Linked DNA regions of Zea mays: region 2 is linked to region 1. Evidence: chromatin contacts called from public Hi-C data. All regions are on one chromosome and are shown on one strand. Each heading gives the region's core, a stretch centred on a gene start, on an enhancer-like site or on the middle of the called end of the contact. The rest is flanking DNA. Distances are from core to core; before and after follow the strand shown.

Region 1 (6,040 bases), core at 2,998-5,497:
ACGTCTCGTGATATGGCGGCGGAGTTACATCATGCGTGCGACGACGGCGAGCCTCGGTCTTTAGCGAAGGCCGAGAGACACGCGGCATGGCATGTCGCGATGAAGTCGGACATGGGTGTGGTTGAGATAAACCGCACCTAGGAGCTCACTGACCTCCCTCGTGGTCACCGCATGATCACCCTTAAGTGGGTGTTCAAATTGAAGAGAGATGAAGCCGATGCCATCATCAAGCACAAGGCTCGCTTGGTGGCACGCGGTTTCTTGCAGCAGGAGGGGATCAACTTCGACGATGCCTTCACTCCCGTGGCATGGATGGAATCCGTGCACCTCCTCGCGCTGCCAGCCCAGGAGGGCTGGCCTGTTCATCACATGGATGTCAAGTCGGTGTTTCTTAACGACTTAAAGGAGGTCTACGTCCAACAGCCACCAGGATTTGCAACCTCTGGCAAGGACGCCCTCTATGGCTTGCGACAGGCACCGAGGGCGTAGAATGCCAAGCTTAGTAACCGGGAACAAGGAACTTGGCCACATTCCTCGTTCCGGGAACATTCGTTCCGTTCCGGGAACGTGGGAACAATCTCGATCCAGTAGTGTTAAATCCTAGTTTTAGTAGCGTACCGCGTTCCCGTTCCTCGATCCCATCGATCCGGGAACCTGGTTACTAAGATGCTAAGTTGGATTCCACACTAAAGGGGATGGGCTTCAAGACAAGCCCGCACGAGGCGGCCACCTACCGGCAGGGCAATGTTAGAAATGCCCTGTTGGTGGGTGTCTACGCCGACGACCTGGTGATCACTGGCACTAAGGATGCAGAGGTGACAGCGTTTAAGGAAGAGATGAAGGCCACCTCCCAGATGAGTGACCTGGAGCATCTCTCCTTCTACCTGGGGAATGGGATCGAGGATTCGAGGTGCACCAGGGTGACTCCGGGATCACACTTCGTCAGACCGCCTACGCCAAGTGCGTCGTTGAGCTGGCTGGGCTCATCGGCTGCAACTCAGCTCTCACTCCGATGGAGGAGAGGCTGAAGCTGAGCCACGACAGCACACGGAGGAGGTGGACGCTACGCAGTACCAATGTCTTGTGGGGAGTCTTCGCTACCTCGTCCACACACGACCGGACTTGGCATACTCCGTCGGCTACGTTAGTCGGTTCCTTCAGCGACTGACGACGGAGCACGATCAAGCTGTGAAGAGGATCATCCGCTATGTTGCGGGGACTCTCGACCACGATCTCCACTACCTGAGGTGCCCTAGGGAGGCACAGCTTGTCGGGTACAGCGACAGTGACCATGCCAGCAACATCGACACTAGCAAGAGCACGAGCAGAATTCTCTTCTTCCTCGGCAAATGCCTCATTAGCTAGCAGTCGGTCAAGCAGCAGGTGGTGGCCATGTCCAGCTGCGAGGCCGAGTACATAGCGGCCCCACCGCTTCAACTCAGGCGCTCTGGCTTGCTCGACTACTTGGTGCCTTGGCAGCTTGAGCAGCGATGGAACTTAGGGTGGATAGCCAGTCCACTCTGGCCTTGGCCAAGAAACTCGTGTTCCATGAACGGAGCAAACACATCCGGGTGAGGTACTACTTCATCCGAGACTGTTTGACATAAGGGAGCATCAAGACATGCTACATCAGTACCAAGGATTAGCTTGTGGACCAACTCACCAAGCCCCTTAGGAGGATCAAGTTCCTTGAGCTTTGCTCCAAGTCTGGGATGGCTCAACTTTCTCACAAGACAACGCACAAGACTTAAGGGTAGAATGATGAAATAAGTCTTATAGCCTTTGTGGAGGACTACAATTAGGACAGACTACAGTTAGTACAACACCTTTAGCATCTAAGGACAGCATCTGCAGTTAGGACAGCACCTTTAGCATCTAAGGACAGCATCTTTGCTGTTAGGACAGTACCTTTAGCATCTGTGTAATCCAGCCTTTGATGGACAGCACCTTTGTAGTCTTAGAGAAACAACATCTCTGTATGTGTAGCATCTCTAGGAGCACCTTAGTGTATGCTCGGCAGCCCTTAGAGATATAAATATGTAACCCCAACCCTTAGAAGGGTATGGCATTGTGTAGTGTGTGGGGAATAAACAAGAAAAATTGCTCCAACTCATAGTGTCATCCTCTCGATTAGAGTAAGAGTCTCGTTGCTTACACTTGTGAACAGATCTTCGGTGGTTGATATCAAAGGAGCACTCATAGCTCAAGTCCTTGTTGATTATCTTTCAATCTGGATTTGGTGGATGGAATGGTGTTGCAGCCTGAAATTCCTGACCGACATATTTGGAAGTCATCCTCTTCTAGAGCTTATTCTTGTAAATCAGCCTATCAAGCGATGTTTATAGGAACCATTCAGTTTTCTCCATGGAGAAAAATCTAGAAAAGTTGGGCTCTAGCAAATTGCAAGTTCTTTGCTTGGTTGGCTATCAACAATAGGTGCTAGACCTCAAATAGGTTGGCTAAGCGAGGGCTGCCCCATCAGCCAGCATGCCGGTTTTGTGATTAGGCGGAGGAAACCATTCAGCATATTCTATTCTCCTGTGTGCTGTCCAGAGAAGTTTGGGAAAGGATTTTGAGGAAACTCAACCTTAACATGGTTCCACGCCCCGATGCCTCTAGCCGGTTCTGGTCCTGATGGAGTAAGGCAGCAGCTGCTATCCCCAAAGAGTTTAAAAAAGGGTTCAATTCCTTGGCCATCTTGGTCACTTGCGAGTTGTGGAAGCACAGAAAACGCTTGCGTGTTCAATGGTGCTCATCCTTGGACTCAAACGATTTAGGCTCAAGTGACCGCTGATTCCCATATGTGGTGCCTGGCTGGGGCTTCTAACCCCATGAAGCTCCTCCTATGGGAGGCTCCTACCCATTAGGCTGGTGTGGCCTAGAGTGGTCTTAGGGTGGTTGTGTTCAGTTGTTGTGTAGTGTGTTTCAAGTGTGTTGGGGGTGTTATAACCCCCATTGTAACAAATTATTTTCTTCCTTAATGAAATGACACACAGTTCTCCTGCGTTGTTCTAAAAAATAGATTTTAGATATGTGCTACACGAATATGTTGTGTATGTATGACAGTGGCGATAGACACAATAACATCCGAAATTATGATATCAGATCTCAATCTTATTTATGTTGTCTCTACAAGATAACAGACAAGGAAAAGAACCTAGACAGATAGACAAGTTCATCGACACAATAAATAGATATTAATCGATGGTGCATTAGTTTTTGTATCACACACCTTTAGTCTGGAAATCTTTATCCGTTTTAACGAATGCAGCAACCAGCGCTCTTGGGAGTGCAGCAAGCCAGTCTTCCCTGTTGAGATCAGCAGGGACCGCGTTCAAGATGTTGTTCAAGAGATTCTCTTTGGTGTAAATTGCGGCCCCGTTCCCATTGTGCCCATCAAACAGCTGTAACATGAAGACAGCGCTTAGAAATAGGGCTTGTTTGGTGATCCAAGCTCAAGCATGCATTTTCCTATATAAACACTTTTAACCACCTACGTTGGCGTAGAAGGAGCATCGCATGAAGGCATTCCTTTATGGGTTACCCTTCTTTTATACATCGATGCGAGTAGACCGTGAAGGGTTGTCATGGATGTTCCATACCAAGGATAAGTGAAATGCGACCCAAAATGGCAAAATCAGAGCTCCTGTTCCGCACGAGACGAATCCTAATTGCCGACACCCACATATCCCAAATACGAAATTCACCCTGAAACCTATAATATTTGGCGCACCCTAGCCGATCGTTCATCGCCACCCCACCTAGATGCCTCCAGGCATGGCAGCGATCCACGTGACGCCAGATCGGGGGCAGCGATCGCGATGGGAGGGGATAGAGAGAGAGAACGGGGGGCTGCGCTTACGCCGAAGGCGGAGAAGGAGGAGGACGGGACGCCGGGGACGCGCTCGCATTCGAGCTTGAGGAATGTGAAGTCCTCGCCTTTCTTGGCCTGGCTGAAGAGGCCCGAGTGCAGCTCCGGTCGCTCCGATGCGGTGCGCTCGCTGGCCACCTCCCGCCTCAGCAGCAAGGCCAGCGGCACCGCGGCGCCTCCCCCTGCGCTGCTGCCGCCACCGGTGCTCCCGCCGCTCGTAGACCCCGAGCGTGAAGACATCTCCCTGCCAGGCCGCCGCTGCAACTACCGCCGCGGCGCCGAATCCAGTGTGCAGGCCAGCGAGCGAGGCGGGCGGTCCCCGTGCCTCTCACCCCTTTTGGTGGTGGAGGCGAGAAGAGAGGAGGGTGGTGGTGGAGGTGGTGCGAGGAAGAGGAAGAGAGGAGAGGGCGGTTGGATGGGTCACATGGGAGACGAGACGAGGAGAATTTGGACGAGTACGGGACGCGGAAATCCAGCCCGCCACGCGCATTACACAATTTCGGCAAAGGTAGGCAGGCCGATGAGGGGCCCCCGTTTTTTTTTTTCTTTGAAGGGCTCCAGCCTCCAGTTACAAAGGGCATGTTTGACTGTTTGAGACTCCACTGTGCTCTCGAGCTACAAATTTTCTCGTGTGGTTTAAGTAGTTAAGTGTGTGTTTGGTTACTGTATGCAAGGCACCTTTTCATCTAGGCAACAATTTGAGCCCAGCCGATGAAAATTCTACGCCTGGAAAGTATTGTTTGGCCTAGGCAAATTTTCAGACTGCAAACCAAGCATACCCTAAGTCATACGCGTGCAAAGTCTAAGTTTTTGCATGGTTGTGGGGAAACAGTTAGCAGTTCGTTTTCTCAAAGCTTGGCTGTGCGCAGCACAAGACGAGCTATTTTCCTTTGTGGCTGGTGGCTCGCGCGGGAAGGTGAAACCTCCGCACGCGCTCAGTATCGACGAATCCTCTCGTACTTAAGCTGATTTCGTTGTGTGTCCTTCCTTACTCTTTGAGCTCGTTGCCCTCATTCCTCTCTCGTGAGATACCGGTGGTGCTGAGCAGTGGTGTGTGGTGCCGGCGACCTCCATCGGTGGCCTTCGACTCTGTTCGCCCAACTTCGAGACTCGTCGGCGTGACGCTGCTCCAGCGACTGCAAGGACTCCGAGCTGTTGGACTTCTTCCTCTCCTCTTCGTCCCCATCTGCTCCCCCACCATGCCGATCGGCTTCCTCTACTTTCAGATCTGATTCCTCTCTATTGCAACGACCTCGAACCCAAGGTGAAATTCACCCGCAATCTTCTATTTTTCCTGGTCCCTGATTCTGTTAGGGTTTCCTTCAATACATATTGTTCTTGATTTGTTCTAGCCTATTTTGGTTGATTTGAGGATGTCCTATCTACTTTGTTATGCTAGGTATAGTTGTTGCGAGTTTGTTTTTCATGTGGTTAGCTTGGAATTTTTACATGAAATGGTCAATGATGTTGTCCTATGTGCACCTAGAGGCCTCATCTTGATGATACAGTTGTGCTCTTTGTTTGTGTAAGGAAAATGGACTCGGGCCGTTTGGCTCAAAAGGTTTTCATGTTTGATGATCAACATAACATGTGGACTAATATGTTTGCTAATGCTTATGTTTATAGGATGCGAAGAGGATTGAACTAAGACACTAAGGATGCAACACCTTAAAAGAAGACATAAAAGATGTGTAGAAGCCCAAGTCTCAAGAAGAAAAGAAGCCCAAAAGAAACAGCGAAGAAATCCATGAAGTGGGCAGTCAGCCAGCGCACTAGTGGTGCATCGGACAGTTGAACAGTAACATGTCCGATGTACACTAGACTGTCTGGTGGGACAACGGGCAGTCTGCGCAGAGAGGCCCACAACGGACTGTTCGGTGGGACACCGGGCAGTCTGTAGCACCGGACAGTCTGGGTAACAGTCAGATCCAACGATCGACTGCTACAGACCCCAAGGGTCGGCTGACGTGGCAGGGCACCGGACAGTGAACAGTGCTTGTCCGGTGTGCATCGGACTGTCCGGTGTGCCCATCGACAGAAAACTGTTGCTTCTGTCCAACGGCTATAATTGTGGGGGAAGGCTATAAATACCCCCAACCGGCCATTTCAAGGTGTGGGAGCCCAAGCAACATATCAAGGCATATTGTAGACATTTCCAAGTGCTCAAAC
Region 2 (5,423 bases), core at 867-3,366, 220 kb after region 1:
ACAAAAACCAATGGTGTCGTGATGAGACCGAGGGCCTCCTGTGAATGTACACACATGGTTGTGCTACTTGACGCGCGCTAGTATCACAGTTAGTAGTCATAATCCATTATGAGACTATATCGTTATGTTATCTCTACACAAATTGTTCTTACCATGTGAGATTCATTATTGGTGCCAGTTTGGTAATGGTGTCATGATTAAGGACTTATGATGCCGCAACGAAACTGAGATCCTCCTGTGAATGCGCACACAGGACTGTGCTACTCGTCGGATGCTGGTATCGAGGTCTCTAGTCATAATCTGTTATGGAACTACACTAATGTGTGATCTTCCGTAAACATTTCCTTTGAAACAATTTCTATGTTGTTTGTCAAGTGATCAAGCAACATCTATCATCTCTATTGGATCAAAAGGGCATGCTACTTTCATGTGTGGTCTCTTTTCTTTTGATTTTGGTAGTGACTGCACGCATACAAGTTCCCTTTACGTCCTTTGTGTAAAGGTGAAGCCTTGGAGCTTTTAGTGTTGGAAAACAGCTGATTAGCACACAAAACGGATGAACAACATGTCCAAATGGATTTCTACCCAAATGCATGACCTTTTGCTAGCAAATGTGAACTCTCAACCCTTGGCTTACCGATGGGTACTAAGAAGACTTGCTCAATGTTAAAAGTAGTTCAACAAGTTCGTTTTAATAACTTGTAACTACATTGTGAACAAAGGTTGAGTTTAGAAATCGTTTTGTCAAGTTGTCTAAACTCACTTTTGTACTACCCATCTTAAGGAAGTGTTTATAAGAATTGAGATTAAGTCGGCCAGTAACCACCTAATTATCGCTCTAGTCATGCCTCGATCGCCTCTCGTATGGTTTTTCGACGTGTGTGATCAAGTCGAGCCATGATTAGTAGTGCTCGATAAAATGGATTGGTTGCGAAGGCAGCATCTACAGATCCCTTCGCTGGTGATTTTTCAAGCCTCTATCATTTTTCTTGGACTTGGATTTTCTGGCTAATCACAAATTAATTGTGATGTTATTCGACATCCATACTCGTCTTGTGTGCTATGAATTTCCAATGACCACTTGTTGGTAAATCTCTTTTTTGTGTTTTACCCAAGAGGTTGCATCTAGTTCTTTTTGGGTAGAGTCACATATCTACCGCTCGCCCAACAGACTCAGATAGTACAGTGTCATCAGAAAAATCAAACTGCACACATGGAACCTTATGTGTTCTTCTGGCAGACATCGTCTCTATTGTTGGACATCTCTAAATTAGCTTACGGCAATACATGTTATGTCCACTAGAGAAACCCCATCCTAAGACACTCGTCTTTGCTTGGAACTACCTTATACTATCGCTGATATGGACAGGAATTACATTCTTCTCTACTCTTAAAAGTTCTCGCTCCGAATCTCGGGACGAGATTCTTTTAAGGGGGGAGGGTTGTAACACCCCAGGTTTTTATCACCAGTTTAACAGTGAGATCAGACCAAGGTAACTAGAGTCGAAATCGAATAATTGTTAATCAGGTCGATTTCAATAGGGATCGGCCGCAGAATAAATGTCGAATCCGATATCGTTGGATTGATCCGTCGACATCTGGCTAAAACTCAGCCTTATAATTTCGCCAAAACAAATTTATTTAGAATTCGACGAATAAAGTTTTAAGAGAAAATTATCAAAGCCGAAATCAGTTTATTTCGGTATGTCATTTCTCGTCCAGATCTAAATCTTTAAAATGTGAATTAACGGTACGAATTCATCCGACTTCTGAGTGTTCGCCAAATCAAATCCTGTTCAATTGTTTCTGTCGATCCTAATTATTCGACCCTTTGTTTATTGCTAAAAATCGTGATCCAAAATATCTGAGATTCTCTGTTAAAAAAAAAGAAAAAAGGGAGAAAAATCTGCCGCCGCTCCTCCCCTTTGGATTTTTTTTTTCAGCCGACCTCTCTCTTCCTTGATTTTTCTGCCACTGTTCTCGTCTGATATTTTTCACCGCCTACGGTCGTTGGCCTCATCTCCTCGTCGTGTGCTCATCTTCTGCTCCCCAAGCCCGCGCCCTCCCTTCCCTCTCCACGCGCGCTGCTCCCGTTTCCTGCTCGAGCCGCGGCTTTTTCTCCCCCAAGCTCCCAGCCGTGTCGCGCCCCTCCCTCTCCCCTCTGCTCGTCTGCCGCGCCCATGCCCACTCCCTGCCGAGCGGCTCCCTCCGCGCGTCAATGGCCCCAGCTCGGAATCCCTCCCATGGCGAGCTCGCCGGTCATCCCTGCCCTAGCTCGGATCCCCTCCCTCATCCCTTTCCCAGCCAAGCTCCTCCCCTGCGGCTCCCTCATGGCGCCCAGGATCTCCTCCCACGCATCTCCCTACTGGAGCTCACGTCCACCCCCAACTCGGTCTCCAGCTCCCCCTTGCGCGGCTCCCTAGAGCTAGGCTCCTCACCAGCGGTCGCCCCATCTTCTTGGCCATGGTGCTTGCGCCCCTCCTCGGTCCTCGACGTCGAACGCCGCTGGCTCTCGGCGCCCAAGGATGTGGATCCCTCCCTGCTCAACCCTGCTTCTGCCCCAAGCACCTTCGACGGTCCTGCTCATCTTGCTACCACCAGAAAACGCCACCGGGACATCGTGCAGGTCTGCAGAAGTAATATCTGGCCGCGCTCTGTGCTACTCTAGTTCGCGTTCATGCCTAGGCTCGAGTTTGTGTACCACATGTTCAGCAAAATGTGTGAACCAGTTGTCGACCCCGCCATGGTTAGCCGGTGCGCCACCTATCGCGCCTCGCCGAGCGGTTCCCTCTGCTTGGTCCCTGCTATGGCTCGCCGGCGTTTTCCCCAGCTCGAATCTCGCCCGACCCAAGCTGAACTTCATCCATGGCCACGGTCGATTCTCCCTGGACGGTCTCAAGCGCCCTCGCCTCCGGTGGTTTTAGCTTGTCGTCAACTATCCTTGCCGCGCGTGCTTTTGTCCGAGCTCGCCCTTGTCGAGCTCCCTTGGTGTCCCTCCCATGCCCGTGCTTGCCCATGGTCGCGCGCCGTCGCGCAGCTCGCCCAAGTCGTCCATGGCTGCGCACGGTGTTCTTGTCGATGTTGTGTCGTTGCCGATGCTGTAGAGCTCGCCTTGCTCCTCGCGTCGCCGTTCGTCGGTCTCGAATGCTTGGGTCTCTAGCCACGCGTCCATCTCTAGTTCTGATCGCATTCCAGAAGCTCTTTCCGGTTGGTCGTGTCGGCCTTGCTGGCCATGGAGCTCGCCCCGCGTACGCTCGCCAATTTTCTTAGCCATGTATGCCGAGCTTCCCAGCGCTCCAGCTAGCCGATATCGTCAGGTCCGATTGTCCCAGCTCGTCCTGGTGGCCATCGATTTGGAGCTCTGCGCGGACTCGGCTATGCCCAACACTATCCATGTAGCCGTCGTATGTCTCCGCGTCATGTACAGCAACATCACTGACCGTGCCTTCGCATGCTTTGACGTGTCGAGCCCTTTCCCGTTGTGACTCGCGCGCTATCTATTCGTCAATAAAATACTATTGAGCTTCTCCTTGCGACGCAGTTTTTTTGTGTCGTTGTTGCGCCAGAAGACGAAAGGAAACCGCTAATGCAAAGCTTGTCAGGTGTTGGTGTTGTGCGCGGACCGGATAGCGCCATCGATTTCGTGGTTTCAAATCGGATTTTAGTAGGGTAAGTTGATTCTCTGCTTCTATTATTTTATTTTATTTTAATAAATGGATTAGTGGAATAGATTGCAATATTTAACGTGTGATCGACGAAAAGTCCGAATTAGTATTCATTGATCGATGTAGATGTTTGAGCTGAATCTAATATCGGCGCGCATTTTTGTTATTCCTTGTAGCCGAAATATTAGATAAGTGTGCGGCGTTTCTGAATAAATTGGAAGCGAGTAGAGTTAGCGAGCCGATTTCAGTCGAAATACGAGAAATCCCATAGTAGAAGAGGTATAAGTGTCTTAAGTATCCATATTATGGAGAATGTAGTTTTGCAAGGCTCTATGCCTTTTGATAATGTATTATCCGTTAGACTTAAAATTAGTGTACTGCTTTGCTTAGTTGGCATGCTATTTAAGTTAGGTTATAATTTTGGGTTAGAAAGTTCATAGAACCTATGCCTGGCTATAGTTTCTTGCTTGAGTTGTATTGCGCCTCGCTATTAAGTGTTTGGTTCCCTCCCATATAGCATTATTTAGTTGCTATTCTGTTGGGGACTTGTTCTCAAATGCTATGAATTAAGAACTAGGCAACACAAAATGTTAAGGGTTAAAGTCCTTCATCCTTCGAAGCATTATTTCCCTTAGGATATAATGATCTTCAGACGAAGGTCATGAAGGACATACCTTCATGATTGCAACATATGTTAATGAAAAAAGAATCATATGAAATATAAGAGACAACGTGAATAATTATATAACATTATTAAGATATTTTTATTATATGAACAAATATGAATAATGTCAAATTACATTTGTACCTTCGGCTTGACAGAAGGTGAAAAACAGGCGACGTGCGAGTGAACACAAGTCAGCGTGAACAGTACGGGGGTACTGTTCATCTATTTATAGGCACAGGACGCAGCCTGTGTGGATTTACATTCATGTCCTTTATAACTGATTACAATCATGACACAGATTAACATGGGCTAATCGGTCTTTTCATCTCTAAGTCGGTGCCACCCTTCGTTTCACAGCGTGTCACTATGTCGAAGCTCCCTGGATGATAGCTTCGGCTTTGCTTCTATGTTGATCTCCCAAAGGTGTTTCTTCTTTACAGGACCTTCGGTGACGAAGCAGACCCCCAACAGTAGCCCCTTCACTGTGCCAGATCGTTTTTCGTGACGAGCTCGACCCGTGAAAAATTCTCTTAGGCTTCGGAATGCCGAAGGTCCGAAAACACCTTCCCTGAGCTCGTTGTCGAGAAACAATTAAATATTCCGAGTGCAAGGTGGTCCCACCATACGGCAGGTACGCGCAATCTGGTGATTCACCTTCTCGCGCACTGTGGTCCACCGTTCAGTGGGTGCGGGCGACTATTCAGCGTGTGCGAGCGGCTTGACGATTCACTTTCCCACCTGCAGCACTATATAAACAGACAGGTAGTTGTGAAGTTACCACAACATTTATTACTATTGCACTGTTGTGCTGCTGAAAAATTTGGCCATGGCTGAAGCTTATTCATCGCATTCTCAATCAAGACATCGCCTTGCTTTAGCTTCGTCATAAGAGGGAGCTTCGGTAAAATTGCAAAAGGTCATCATCTTCGTCAAAACCGCAAGGAATTCAGTATCAAATGGCCAGAGTGCGCTCAACAGCTAGAGTTACATGCGACGGAGAAGAGGCAGAAGCTGCTGAGACTGCCCCAATCTCCGAAGTAATGAGGCAGTCGGGACTGGTTGTGACGGAGGGTGCCTCTGACGAAGGTGCA

What was found. Hi-C and Micro-C count contacts between places; a contact is called where the count stands out from the background.
Region 2: a contact with region 1 is called in a Hi-C map of ear, with 3 times the contacts expected there. The contact joins the promoter of LOC100272655 here to the promoter of LOC100382524 in region 1. A contact is called at or near these places in 2 of 25 Hi-C or Micro-C datasets (ear and tassel).

What each region holds. Positions count from the first base shown.
Region 1 is chr4:127,240,785-127,246,824 of Zm-B73-REFERENCE-NAM-5.0, forward strand. LOC100382524 reads right to left here and starts at 4,248. Exons shown (of 9, transcript NM_001361654.1): 1 at 3,863-4,248; 2 at 3,233-3,404. The coding sequence starts at 4,111.
Region 2 is chr4:127,464,197-127,469,619 of Zm-B73-REFERENCE-NAM-5.0, forward strand. It overlaps LOC100272655, which reads left to right and starts at 2,117. Exons shown (of 1, transcript NM_001147113.1): 1 at 2,117-3,539. The coding sequence starts at 2,678. The coding sequence ends at 3,160.